Linked DNA regions of Mus musculus: regions 2 and 3 are each linked to region 1. Evidence: chromatin contacts called from public Hi-C and promoter capture Hi-C data. All regions are on one chromosome and are shown on one strand. The core of a region is the stretch at or near the end of the contact, and the rest is flanking DNA. Distances in the headings are between cores, read along the strand shown.

Region 1 (3,752 bases), core at 395-2,894:
ACGTCTTTCATAATATTTAAATTGTAAGGCTTTCAATGAAAGTAACAAAAGTGTCCAACTGATGAATGGGGTAAAGAAAATCTAATATCAAATACAATGAAACCTGTTCAGATACAAGGATGAAATCTTTTAGTTTGTGACCACCTGAATGGATCTGGAGGATACTGTGTTAAGCTAAATAAACCCGAGACAAAAAGGCATGCTCCATGAGTTCACCCATATGGAATCTTAAAACCTTGATCTTCTAGAACTTAACAGTAGAATAGTTGTCTGCAGAAGCTGGGGAGGGAGGACACAGACTTTATTGTGGGGATCAGTGAAGAGCCCTCGATCCTGTGAAAACATGGTGAAGAGACAATCCTTCACTGTGAGCCTTTATGTGTAGGTGTCCATGTTCCTGAACGGGTGTGTTTGTTTGTAAGTAACGTTAGCCTTTCCCCTGTGTACACATTTGTATGAGTCCTGGCCAGATGTGCCTATGTGGCCCAAGATGCTAAGGTAGACGAAACCAGTCTGTAGGAAGGGTGTTTTCCAGCATGAGGGTAGCTGGTTCATTTCATTACTAGCTTGGCTCAATGCTAGTAAATGCTAAGGATTGTGGGAAATGGCTGAACACATACAATCTAAAAAGGATATGGCCTCAGCGCTCAAGTGATGCTTCTGAGGCCACAGGAAGAAACAAGGTGACTCCATAGAAAAACCCCAGTCACCATGAACAAACGCACTAGCTTTGGAACATTCAGGCCCATCTGTAACTTCCGGTAGCAACGACACTTCCGGTTTATCCCTTTACCTGGCTCCCTGTATCAGGACTGGACTCCTTCAAAGTCAGTAAGTTGTAGGGTGGTAGTGGAGGCCTCAGGAAGTCCTTCCTGTCACCAAGGACTGGTGGGTACTCAAATATCAAGGGAAATACATAAAAGTCTGGTATTGTGTTTACATTGCACACTAGTAAAGAGTATTCCAGGCACATGGGAGACAAGAATCTCTTCAGAGTAAGTTATCTCTCATTTGCTGTGAGTTTTCTTACACACACTCTCACAATACCTACATGTAGCTCACTCTGTGCATATTTCCTGCACACTGGGGCAGGGGAAGTGTGTAATGAAAAGCAAGCACCCGGTTCAGCTATGAGAAAAATGGACCTAGAAAGGACAGCGTGGGAGACCTTGGAAGAAGCAGTCTTGTGCAATTTGCCTCTTCAAGATGCCTTTTCCAATACTAGCAGGCTGCCACTTGGGAGCTTGCTCCCGAGTATTTCCAAGATCCACAGGACAGTGGTTCAATGGTAGCTAGAGTCCCATGTGGCTTGTTCACTTATAGCAGGCCTGGTAGATGCTCAGTAAGTATTTCCTGACCAAATAAATGATCTAGTGAGTTAACAGCCATGAAAGCATCTAAGCAAGACAAAGGGGGATTGAAGAGTGCTGCTTCATCTCTGTCCACTAAGATTCTCCCTTGGGAGAGAAGCAGGAGAGCATTGATACGCATGCTCTGGGGAGAAGGCCTGTGTGACAGAGGGCTTCAGTCCAGGTCCTGGTGAGCTAAATTGAATCAATGAGCATTCTCCCATAGAGGAGTATCCCCACAGAGAGGAAATGAAACCTTCGATGGAGAGGAAGTCAATCTTGATTTTTCTGGGCCTGGTGCCAGATATCCTAACACATTAACCATGAGAGACAACAGCAGAGGCACCCAGGACTCATGCTAGACTGTGCTGCTCTTCTTCTCTTGGTTAGCTGGTGCTGAGTAACTAAGTCCCGTGCTCCACAATTTCAGGGCCTGCGCTATCAGGGAGGCCTGAATTACTCTATCTGCTACAGAGGGGTAACGGAAGCTGCGTGAGGTGCTTCTGATCCCAGCCTTCCGGCACTGAGAGTTCACCAATGTTTTCATTTCACTGAAGATTAACTTAAAGAGGCAGGGTAACCTATACATATTGGGAAGAAAGAATGGTTTCTCATTCTATTCTATTCTATTCTATTCTATTCTATTCTATTCTATTCTATTCTATTCTATTCTATTTATTTATTTATTTATTTATTTGAGATAGAAAGGAGGGCTTGTGCTGTGGAGGCCAGAGAATCACTTTCAGGAATCAGTTCTCTCCTTCTACCATGTGGGTCTCACCTGGGAATCGAACTCTGGTCCTCAGGTATGGAAGCAAGTGTCTCTACCAGCCGAGTCATTTTGCCTGCCCGAAGGAATATTTTTTTTATTTGATTAAAAAAAACAAAGAACAAAAACTTGTTGTACAGTGGAGGAAAATTTATTGACAGGGGTGTTATGAGACTCCTCATCGTGTGTTCTTATTTTAACATTCATCAGCACATAACAAACCTACTAGCTCTTGCTATTTGCTACGTGGGAAGAGTTTTGAAAGCATAGAACCTTGAAAAGCCACAAGGTCTTTCTTGGCTAAAATGTGCATGCCTATGATGGTGCATACCTGTATTCCAGTACTTTGGAATTGAGAGCACAAATTTAAGGCCTGCCTAGACTGCGTAGGAGACCATATTTAAAAGACAAAAATATTTATATCTAATTCAAAAAAATTGGAGGCCTCCAAGTGGGAAACCTGCAAAATCTTGTGCTAAGATGTTTTGAATACATTACTGTCCTCAGATAGCTCACAGTGAGAAGACATCCAAAGGCAACTCCTGACAGTGGCAGGGCGAATTACATAGGACGTGCTTAGTTTGACGCTGGCTCCCAGTGTTCACCATTGTACGGGGTTATTCTGTGTGTGCTGCCACTCCCCATGAGTTGCTTGAAGGGAGCGATGTGTTCAAAACCCTGTGCACAGTTAGAGTTGTTCTAGTGTCCTTTCTGCCACTGTGATAAGACGCTCGGGCCAAAGGCAAGTTAACAGAGGATTGTAGCCTACAGGTCACAGTCCATCACTGGAGGAAGTCAGGGCAGAAACTCAAGGAAGAACCTAAAGCAGAAACCATGGAGGAATCCTGCTTGCTGGCTCCCTTGCAGGCTGGCTAACACTCAGCTAGCTTTCTAAGGCAGCTTAAGTCCACCTGCCCAGAAAATGGTGCTGCCCACAGTGGGCTAGTTCCTCCTACATTAAACACTGATCAAGAAATCCCGAATAGACATGCCCACAGACCAATCAGATCTGATCCCTCATCTGAGACCTCCTTTTCAGGCTGTGTCAAGTTGATAGTAAAAAAACAAAAAAACAGTGCTCAATAAATATTTGTGAATGAGTCAATGTCTTTATTGTTAATTTAAATTCAAATAAATCCAAGTGGTTCGGACTCAAGTGTTTGTTGCAAACTATATAACATTTTGTTTTTGTAGTGTGTGTATGTGTTTGTGTGTGTGTGGAATATACACATACACAAGTTATGCTGAATAGATATCATGACTTAGTTGACTTTTTTTAAAAAAGATTTATTTATTATTTTATGTAAGTACACTGTAGCTGTCTTCAGACACACCAGAAGAGGGAGTCAGATCTTGTTACGGATGGTTGTGAGCCACCATGTGGTTGCTGGGATTTGAACTCTGGACCTTCGGAAGAGCAGTCGGGTGCTCTTACCCACTGAGCCATCTCACCAGCCCCTTGACTTTTTTTTCTACCTGTCTACATTAGGGTTAACTAAGTTGTGTATAAAAGTCTCCCTCACAGCCTATTCCTCTGGCAAAGTGCTTTTCAGACACCTAAATGGCTCTTCAACTAATAAGGAAATCTGTATACATTGTAAACCTCATTACCTCCTAAATTTTGTCTCTACTTT
Region 2 (3,752 bases), core at 555-3,054, 200 kb after region 1:
AAGATGCCGGGGTCTAGAAGCTGTGGGTCTGGTGAAAGATCCTGTGCAGTCAGTCATGGACCTGCTTCTCGGGTGGGGGAGGGGGCTCACTTCTGGGAAAGGAAGATGATTTCCTGAAAGTGTGCTGGTCGCAGCTTCCTCCTGGGAGTTGTCTAAGGGAATGATTAACTACAATTAAATAATTCGTTCTTGCTGCGTGGAGTTGCACGGGTGCCAGGCAATTTCATTGCCAATCAGTGTCAGAGCTGTACTGAGGGATGCTTGTCTTCCTCTCCTGACCCCTCCCCTAAATCCATTTTCATACATTCTATTGTGATGTACTAACAGTCCAAAACCATCCCCCCATCCCCCTCCTCTTTCCCTGTCACATTCGATAAATATGGGGCAGTTATCTGACTAATGTTGAGCCAGAATCCTGACCAAACCAAACCATGGCTTTAATGAGTAAAGCAACATTTAATATTTTCATTTTTTTATATGTACATATATGTCTGTACCTGATGCCCTCCCAGGCCAGAAGGCTCCAGTCCTCTGCAAATCTAGTTACAGATGGATATGAGTTACGGTGTGGGTGCTGGGAATTGAACCTGGGTCCTCTGGAAGAGCAGCCATCCCTCCATTCCCCACATTTAAAATATTTTAAAACAGGTACTGATATTTTAGGGGAAGGTGCAAAAGCCACCAGGTTGAGAATTGTCCATTTCCTGCCAGGCTGCCAAAATTCTTAGGGTTAAAAACATTTGCTTGGTGACCAGCTCCACTGGAAACTCTCTTTGAATTCTTCATGTTCGTGGAACCTGACTTGAAGAGGGTCATGATGTAGGACTGAAAAGCCGAGAACTCACACCCAGGATTGCCTGCTGGTTGGAAGTGGGAAAGCATAGTAAAGGTTCCTATCAGTGGGGGATGATGAAAGGGCCGAGACAAGAGACCGAGTCTTTAGCGTTTCTTAGAATTCTTGTCTTTTTAAATCCATCTTGCTTATTGATCTGTCCTTCCTGACTGAGGTACAATATATGAAACAGAAAGGGTTTATTTAGCTTTTTTTAAGATGGAAGAAAATGCAAAAGTGATGCCAGGCCCTGCTCATGAGTGATGTCTAGTTTGAAAGAGGCAATTTAAATCCTATTTTTGTGGGAACTGATCTTTGTGGATGCGCGAGTGTTGACAATCGAACCCTTTCTCCCTCCAGCTTCAGCGACAATGGGATTATGAAAGCAAGTTGGGCTCCTCGGAGGACTCAGGGACGGATCGATTCTCCTCCAATACCAGTGGAAGCTCAGGGCGCAAATTCAAGTGATTTCAAGAAAGAAGCCACAGACCTAGAGCCCTACCTCGTGTCTGTGTTAAGCCATTGAGACAGGAGTTCCAAGAAGGCTTTGATGGATTGTGCACATAGGGAAGATCTTGCTAGAAACTTCCCTGGGCTTCCTCCCTTATTCTTGTGTGTGTGCGCGCGCACACACGCACGTGTGTTGATGGGGAAGGGGTTTGTCATAAACATGATTAATGTTCCTTTACAAAGTGCCCAGGTTCACATTCTGCTGTTAGAACCTCACAAACGATAGCATGACCTCCACCTTAGTGGGCTCCAGAGTTATGTAGCCTGTCCTCTACCTCAGAGAAAGACCTTTCTGTTTTCCCTGTGCTATGACCCAGAAGGCCTGTAGCAGTTCCCTCCACTCAGGGAAAACTGGCTTTGCAGCTGGCTCCGCCTTCCGCGGCGCCCATAGGCCTGCGCCTCCCTCTTCCCGCTGCATCTGCCCTGGCGGGGTCCCCTCACAGCCGTGTGGTTGCCCTGCCCGAGAGCCGCTAAGGGACCTGGCAAAAAGGAGCAAGGCCACGGAATAGTTCCCTCCCGCTGGCAGCCATTCCTCTGCCACCCGGCGCTTCGGGGCCCCGATCCAGCCTGCACCCCAACCCACGGCTCCTGTTGAACAGGAAACACAAACGTCGCACCCTAACCCCCTAGCCGCACCCCAGGACCCAACCCTTAATATGTTTTTTTCCTTTAGCCCCAGGTTGGGCTAAATACATTCGCTGGGAGCCATCTGGTCTGCTTCCCCTTCATGTGGTTTCCATTAAACTCGCCAGAACCGTGCAATGTAAATGCAGCCCTGGGCCACTCCGGAGCCTCCAACAGTCTGCCCTGCGCAGGCAGAGCGAGGGGACCTCTGGGCAGACGCCCAGGCTGGCACCCAAGGACCATGCCCCAGTGACTGTGCATCACCACTCCTAAGGAGGCATTTATCCATGGCAAGGCTTTCTTAGTGCCCCAGTGTTCAGCTTTTGCTACATGCAAGCCAGAGTTTGTTAGAATTCTGTTTCCATTCTAAAAATCAATGTCAACAGCTTTACAGACAAATTTACAGAAATAACCTGGCCACAGAAACTCAGCGTGACCAGCAGCATGTCGGGAGGGCTGAGTCTGCCTTCTATGCAGACCGCCTTCTTCCCTGACTCCCCCTACCCCCATAGGAAAAAACAGAACAGAAAAAAAAAAGTTAGCTTATGGAAAAATACTGACTCACGCAGTGAATTAGGGTTTATAGTACAAGATAAAGGAGACAGGCCGATTTAAGGACTCATAATGTGCTGTATTTGGAAAGTTCTTCAGGTTTATCAAAGATTAGTCCGTTTATTGAGGAGACTGGAAAAAAGGGGGGGACGGGACGGGAAGCAGCAGGGGACCAGCCACAGGCACTTCCAGGCAGTGAAAGAGCCTCTGGTCAGAAGGAATTAACTTGTAGCCGTCCTGTTTTGTCCAGGGTCCTCCTTTTCCTCTGTCTCCACCACCAGCCTAGGTTTCCCTCCCTCCCTTTTTTCCTTTGCTTTCTTTCTGTTCTCTTCCCACCCCCACCCTGGCCAGGGGATTTTATTTGGGATTTTAAAATGAAACCAGGTGCTCCGTAAAACAAAGACAAAGTAGTAACAAGGAAACACGATCCAAGGCCTAAGGAATGCGCTGAGTTTCATGACTCAGGCTGTCCTGGCAAAAAAAGTAGGAGTGACATGAGAGGTGGGTGGCACCGAGCACAGACCATACATGGCAGCCCTGGCCTCCCCTGATAGGGTGGTCAATGCAGCCTGTGACTCACTTTGTAAAAGGCTTCCCAGGCTGGAGCCAAAGGATCAGCAACGGTTCCCTGAGGGGCAGATCCACGTGATAGGGCCAGGGCTACCCTGAGGTTTGGGCATCACATCCTAGGCAAAATGCCACCCTTTTCTCCAGGAAAGAGGCAGGCTTAGCAGACTGCCAAGTGCACTGGTGCCTTCAGGAGATTAACAACCTGCGGGCTTTAAAGTGACAAGGTCTCTCTCTCTCTCTCTCTCTCTCTCTCTCTCTCTCTCTCTCTCTCTCTCTCTCTCTCTCTCTTTCTCTCCTCTCTCTCTCTCCTCCCTCCCTCCCTCCCTCCCTTCCTCTTTCTCTCTCTCTCTCTCTCTCTCTCTCTCTCTCTCTCTCTCTCTCTCTGTATGTGTGTGTTGGGGGGGGGTGTGGTTGGGAGTTCTAAGTCTCTAGGATCGCTGAGGTGCCTTGGTTAGAGGGGGGTTAGGCTGCTCCTGGGAGAAAGTGGAAAGCTTGCCCATGGTGGGGCAGGAGAGGGGGTTCTGGGCGCCATTCCTCAGCAGTCAGGGCAACCAGCTCAAGGGATGCGTTATGCATAAACATGCAGGGAGACACCTAGGCAGACATCCACACATTCTCAGAATTCCTTTTAAATGAGCAGGGATGGTGTGAGGTACACTTTTTG
Region 3 (3,752 bases), core at 464-2,963, 150 kb before region 1:
TGGCTGTCCTAGATCTTGCTCTGTTAGACCAGGCTGGCATTGAACTCAGAACTCTACCTACCTCTACCTCCTGAGTGCTGGGATTAAAGGAGTGAGCCACCACCATCCACAGGTGGGTTTTTGTTTGTTTGCTTGTTTTTGTTTTTAAATTTAATTTAATTTAATCTATTTTTACTTATTCACTTTATATCCCACTCACTGCCCCTTCCTGGTCATACACACACACACACACGCACACGCACACAGTCCTTCCCTATATCCCTTCCCTTTCTCCTCTAAGTGAGTGGAGACCCCTGGGTGTCCCCCCAACCTTGGCACTTCAAGTCTCTGTGAAGATAGGCACTTCCTCTCCCACTGAGGCCAGACAAGGCAGCCCAGGTAGTAGAACATATCCCACATACAGGCAATAGCTTTTGGGATAGCCTCTGCTCCAGTTGTTTGGAACCCACATGAAGAGCTAGCTGCACACCTGCCTCATATGATCAGGGAGGCCTAGGTCCGGCCCATGTGTGTTTATTGGTTGGTGGTTCAGTCTCTGAGAGCCCCAGGTCCAGGTAAGTTGACTCTGTTGGTCTTCGTGTGGACTTTCTATTCCCTCCAGGCCCACAGTCCTTTCTCCTATTCTTCCATAAGCATTCCTAAGCTCCATTCCCTGTTTAGCTGTGGGTGTCTTTATCTGACTGAGTCAGCTGCTGGGTGGAGCCTCTCAGAGGACGATATGCTCCTTTCTACAAGCATAACCAGAGTATCATTAATAGTGTCAGGGATTAGTGTTTGGCTGTGGGATGGGTCTCAAGTTGGGCCTGTTATTGGTTGGTCATTCGCTCAGTCTCTGCTTTCCCCTGTGCCTGCATTTCTTACAGTCAGGATAAATTTTGGGTGGAAAGTTTTGTGGGTGGGTTGGTTTCTCTATCACTCCACTGGGGTTCCTGTCTGGCTTCAGGACATGGCCTATTCATATTCCACATCCCCAGTGTAGTGAGTAATCCCCACTGATTCTTGGACACTTCTCTTATCCCAGGTCTCTGTCTTGTCCTGGAGATGCCCCCTATCTCCCCAGCCCCTCCAGTTGCAGATTTTCACTCCTTTTCATGGCCATTTGGCCATCTCTCCTACCCTTCCCCACTGATCCTGAACCTCCCATTTCCCTCCCCATACTCCCTCCCAGGTGGGGTTCTTAATGTGATATTTTAAAATTAATTTTTTGAGAATTTCATATATGCCTACAATGAATTTTGATCATATCCACCCGTATTTCATCTCTCTGGCTCCTGCTGGATCTTACCCATGTCCCCTCCCGTTCTCATGTCCTTTTAAAAAGAATTCACTTAGTCCAATTAGTGTTGTCCATATCTGCATTTGGATGGAGTCATCAGCCAGAGTTTGGCCGACTACCAGGGAGTACATCCCTGAAGTAAACGGACTCTCTCTCACTGCAGCCATCAGTGGCCAGCAACTCCTTAGCTAGAGGGGGGAGGGGCTCATGGTGGGATGCTGACTGCTTTGATCTTGGACAGATCTTGTCTAGACAACCACAGCAGCTGTGAATTCATGACTTTCCTGTTGTATCCAGAGGACAATCCTCCCTGACTTTTGCTCTTACAATCTGTGGTAGTTTGAATGTAAATGGCCCACATAGATACACAGGATATGACATGGTTGAAGGTATGGCCTTGTTATAGGAAGTGGGTCACTCTAAGGTTTCAGAAGCTCAAGCAAGGCTCAGGGTCACTCTCTCTTCCTGCTGCCTGCTGATCCAGATGTAGGACTCCCAGCTCTTTCTCTAGTACTGTGTCTGCCTGTGCACTGCTATGCTTCCTGCCATGATGATAATGGAGTAGACATCTGAAGCTATAAGCCAGCCCCAATTACATGCTTTCCTTATTAAGTGTTGCTGTGGTCTTGGTGTCTCTTCACAGTAATAGAAACCCTACCTAAAATACAATCTTTGCATGCCCTCTTCTTTCATGGTCTAGGATTCTCCTGGGAATTGATATAAAGGTCCCATTTATGGTTGAGCAGGAAATTTTGAATTTTTGGTGGAAATCCCCAAGATAGGGTTTCTTCGTGTAGAGATGACTGTACTGGAACTAGCTCTTAAGACCAGGCTGGCCTCAAACTCACAAAGATCCACCTAACTCTGTCTCCAGAGTGATTGGACTAAAGGTATGTGCCAACACTATATGACCAAGTCAATTCTTATAAAGGAAAGCATTCAACTGGGCTGACTTACAGTTTCGGAGGCTTAGTCCTTTATTGTCATGGCAGGGAACATGGCAGCATGCAGTGTGCAAGCAGACATAATGCTGGAGGAGAAGCTGAGAGTTCTACATCATGATCTGAAGTCAGAAGAAGGAAGACTGTGTATCACAATGGATGTAGCTTGAGCATAGAAGTCTGTCCCAGCAATGACACACTTCCTCCAACAAGCCCACATCTACTCCAAAAAGGTCACACCTCCTAATAATCTCTATGGGCCAACAATTCAAATACACGAGTGTATGGGGTCAAACCTATTCAAACCACCACAAAATGTAAGCCCAAATTTTCTTCTCCAAGTTGCCTTGATCATGTAAGCAGGTTAGTCAGTCAGCTGTCATACAGTGGTAAGATTCTTGATTACCACAAATAGATATAGATAGAGAAAAATGAGGACTATATGGTGAATTGGGTCAGAGTCTCTCTCTGTGTAGTGAGGCCTGCAATTTTACCCACTGAGAAAAATATTCACTTTGATGTGTGCCAATATATTAATTCATGCCTTTTTAATTAATGAAGAGCTTTGTGAAGTTCTTTTGCACCTTTAGGCAACAGTAAATCAAACAGGTTTAAATGACTTGGGGAGCTGCCTCAGTGATTAAGAGGATTTGCTGTGCTTGCAGAGGACCTGGGTCAGTTCCCAGCACCACCTGGCAGTTCACGACAACCTAGAACTCTGGTTCTACATGATATGACAACTTTTTCTGGTCTCTGGGGACTCCTGCACACACATGGTCACATATAAGCACTCAGGCACAAAGACATACTCAGTCACTCAGTCACTCACTCACTCTAAAAATGTTTAAAAATAAGAGTAAAACAGGTGTTAGACTTTTCTCTTTTATACACATAGACATACTCACACAGACACACACATGCTCACATCCTCACACACACACACATACACACACACACACACACACACACACAGGCTCACTCACACACACAGACATACACATACAGAACCCCACATACAGATCCATTCATACACACAGACACACACATACAGAATTTCACACACACAGAGACACACTCACACACACAGATACACAGGCACATTCACACACAAACATACACAAACACATGCAGACACACTTTCACAATACAGTCACACAGACACACATTCACATACATAGACATACACACAGGCACTCTTTCGCACATACAGTCACACACATACAGATACCCCACACAAGATACACTTACACACAGACACACACTCATACACAGATAAACAAGATCACTTATACATAGACATACACATACAAACCCACACACAGACACACTCAGATACAGACACACACACACAGACAGACACACATATACAAAACTTCACACACAGGCACACACACAGACATACATACACACACAGACATACACATGACACACACAAACAGAAACCCGCAACAGACAGAAACCTGCAAACAGTCACACACAGATGCACATTTTCACAATACACTCATAGAGACACAAACAGACATACACACTCATAT

What was found. Promoter capture Hi-C pulls out the DNA fragments that hold promoters and counts their contacts. Hi-C and Micro-C count contacts between places; a contact is called where the count stands out from the background.
Region 2: a contact with region 1 is called in a promoter capture Hi-C map of liver, with 1.9 times the contacts expected there. The contact joins two enhancer-like sites. A contact is called at or near these places in 1 of 39 promoter capture datasets (liver), 1 of 115 datasets of contacts at active chromatin or transcription factors (embryonic stem cells) and 1 of 9 other capture datasets (liver).
Region 3: a contact with region 1 is called in a Hi-C map of the N1E-115 cell line, with 6 times the contacts expected there. The contact joins two enhancer-like sites. A contact is called at or near these places in 4 of 39 promoter capture datasets (liver, pre-B cells, stem cell-derived epiblast-like cells and 1 more), 1 of 15 datasets of contacts at CTCF or cohesin (the NIH/3T3 cell line), 2 of 484 Hi-C or Micro-C datasets (the AML12 cell line and the N1E-115 cell line), 3 of 115 datasets of contacts at active chromatin or transcription factors (embryonic stem cells, forebrain and stem cell-derived neural progenitor cells) and 3 of 9 other capture datasets (adipose tissue, liver and pancreatic islet).

Annotation. Positions count from the first base shown.
Region 1 is chr8:79,412,988-79,416,739 of GRCm38.p6, reverse strand. No RefSeq gene overlaps it. Among named protein-coding and RNA genes, the nearest start is that of Gm51578, 9.6 kb to the right of the region's middle. Within about 2 kb of position 1,644, at least 33 of the 459 cell types and tissues checked have an H3K27ac peak or open chromatin away from gene starts, as enhancers often do. A contact at or near this core is called in the N1E-115 cell line and liver, where this site is marked.
Region 2 is chr8:79,208,198-79,211,949 of GRCm38.p6, reverse strand. It overlaps 1700011L22Rik (RIKEN cDNA 1700011L22 gene), which reads left to right. Exons shown (of 6, transcript NM_026315.1): 6 at 1,193-1,520. The coding sequence ends at 1,300. Among named protein-coding and RNA genes, the nearest start is that of Gm30271, 8.2 kb to the right of the region's middle. Within about 2 kb of position 1,804, at least 235 of the 459 cell types and tissues checked have an H3K27ac peak or open chromatin away from gene starts, as enhancers often do. A contact at or near this core is called in liver, where this site is marked.
Region 3 is chr8:79,564,307-79,568,058 of GRCm38.p6, reverse strand. No RefSeq gene overlaps it. Among named protein-coding and RNA genes, the nearest start is that of Otud4, 73 kb to the left of the region's middle. Within about 2 kb of position 1,713, at least 3 of the 459 cell types and tissues checked have an H3K27ac peak or open chromatin away from gene starts, as enhancers often do. A contact at or near this core is called in the N1E-115 cell line, where this site is marked.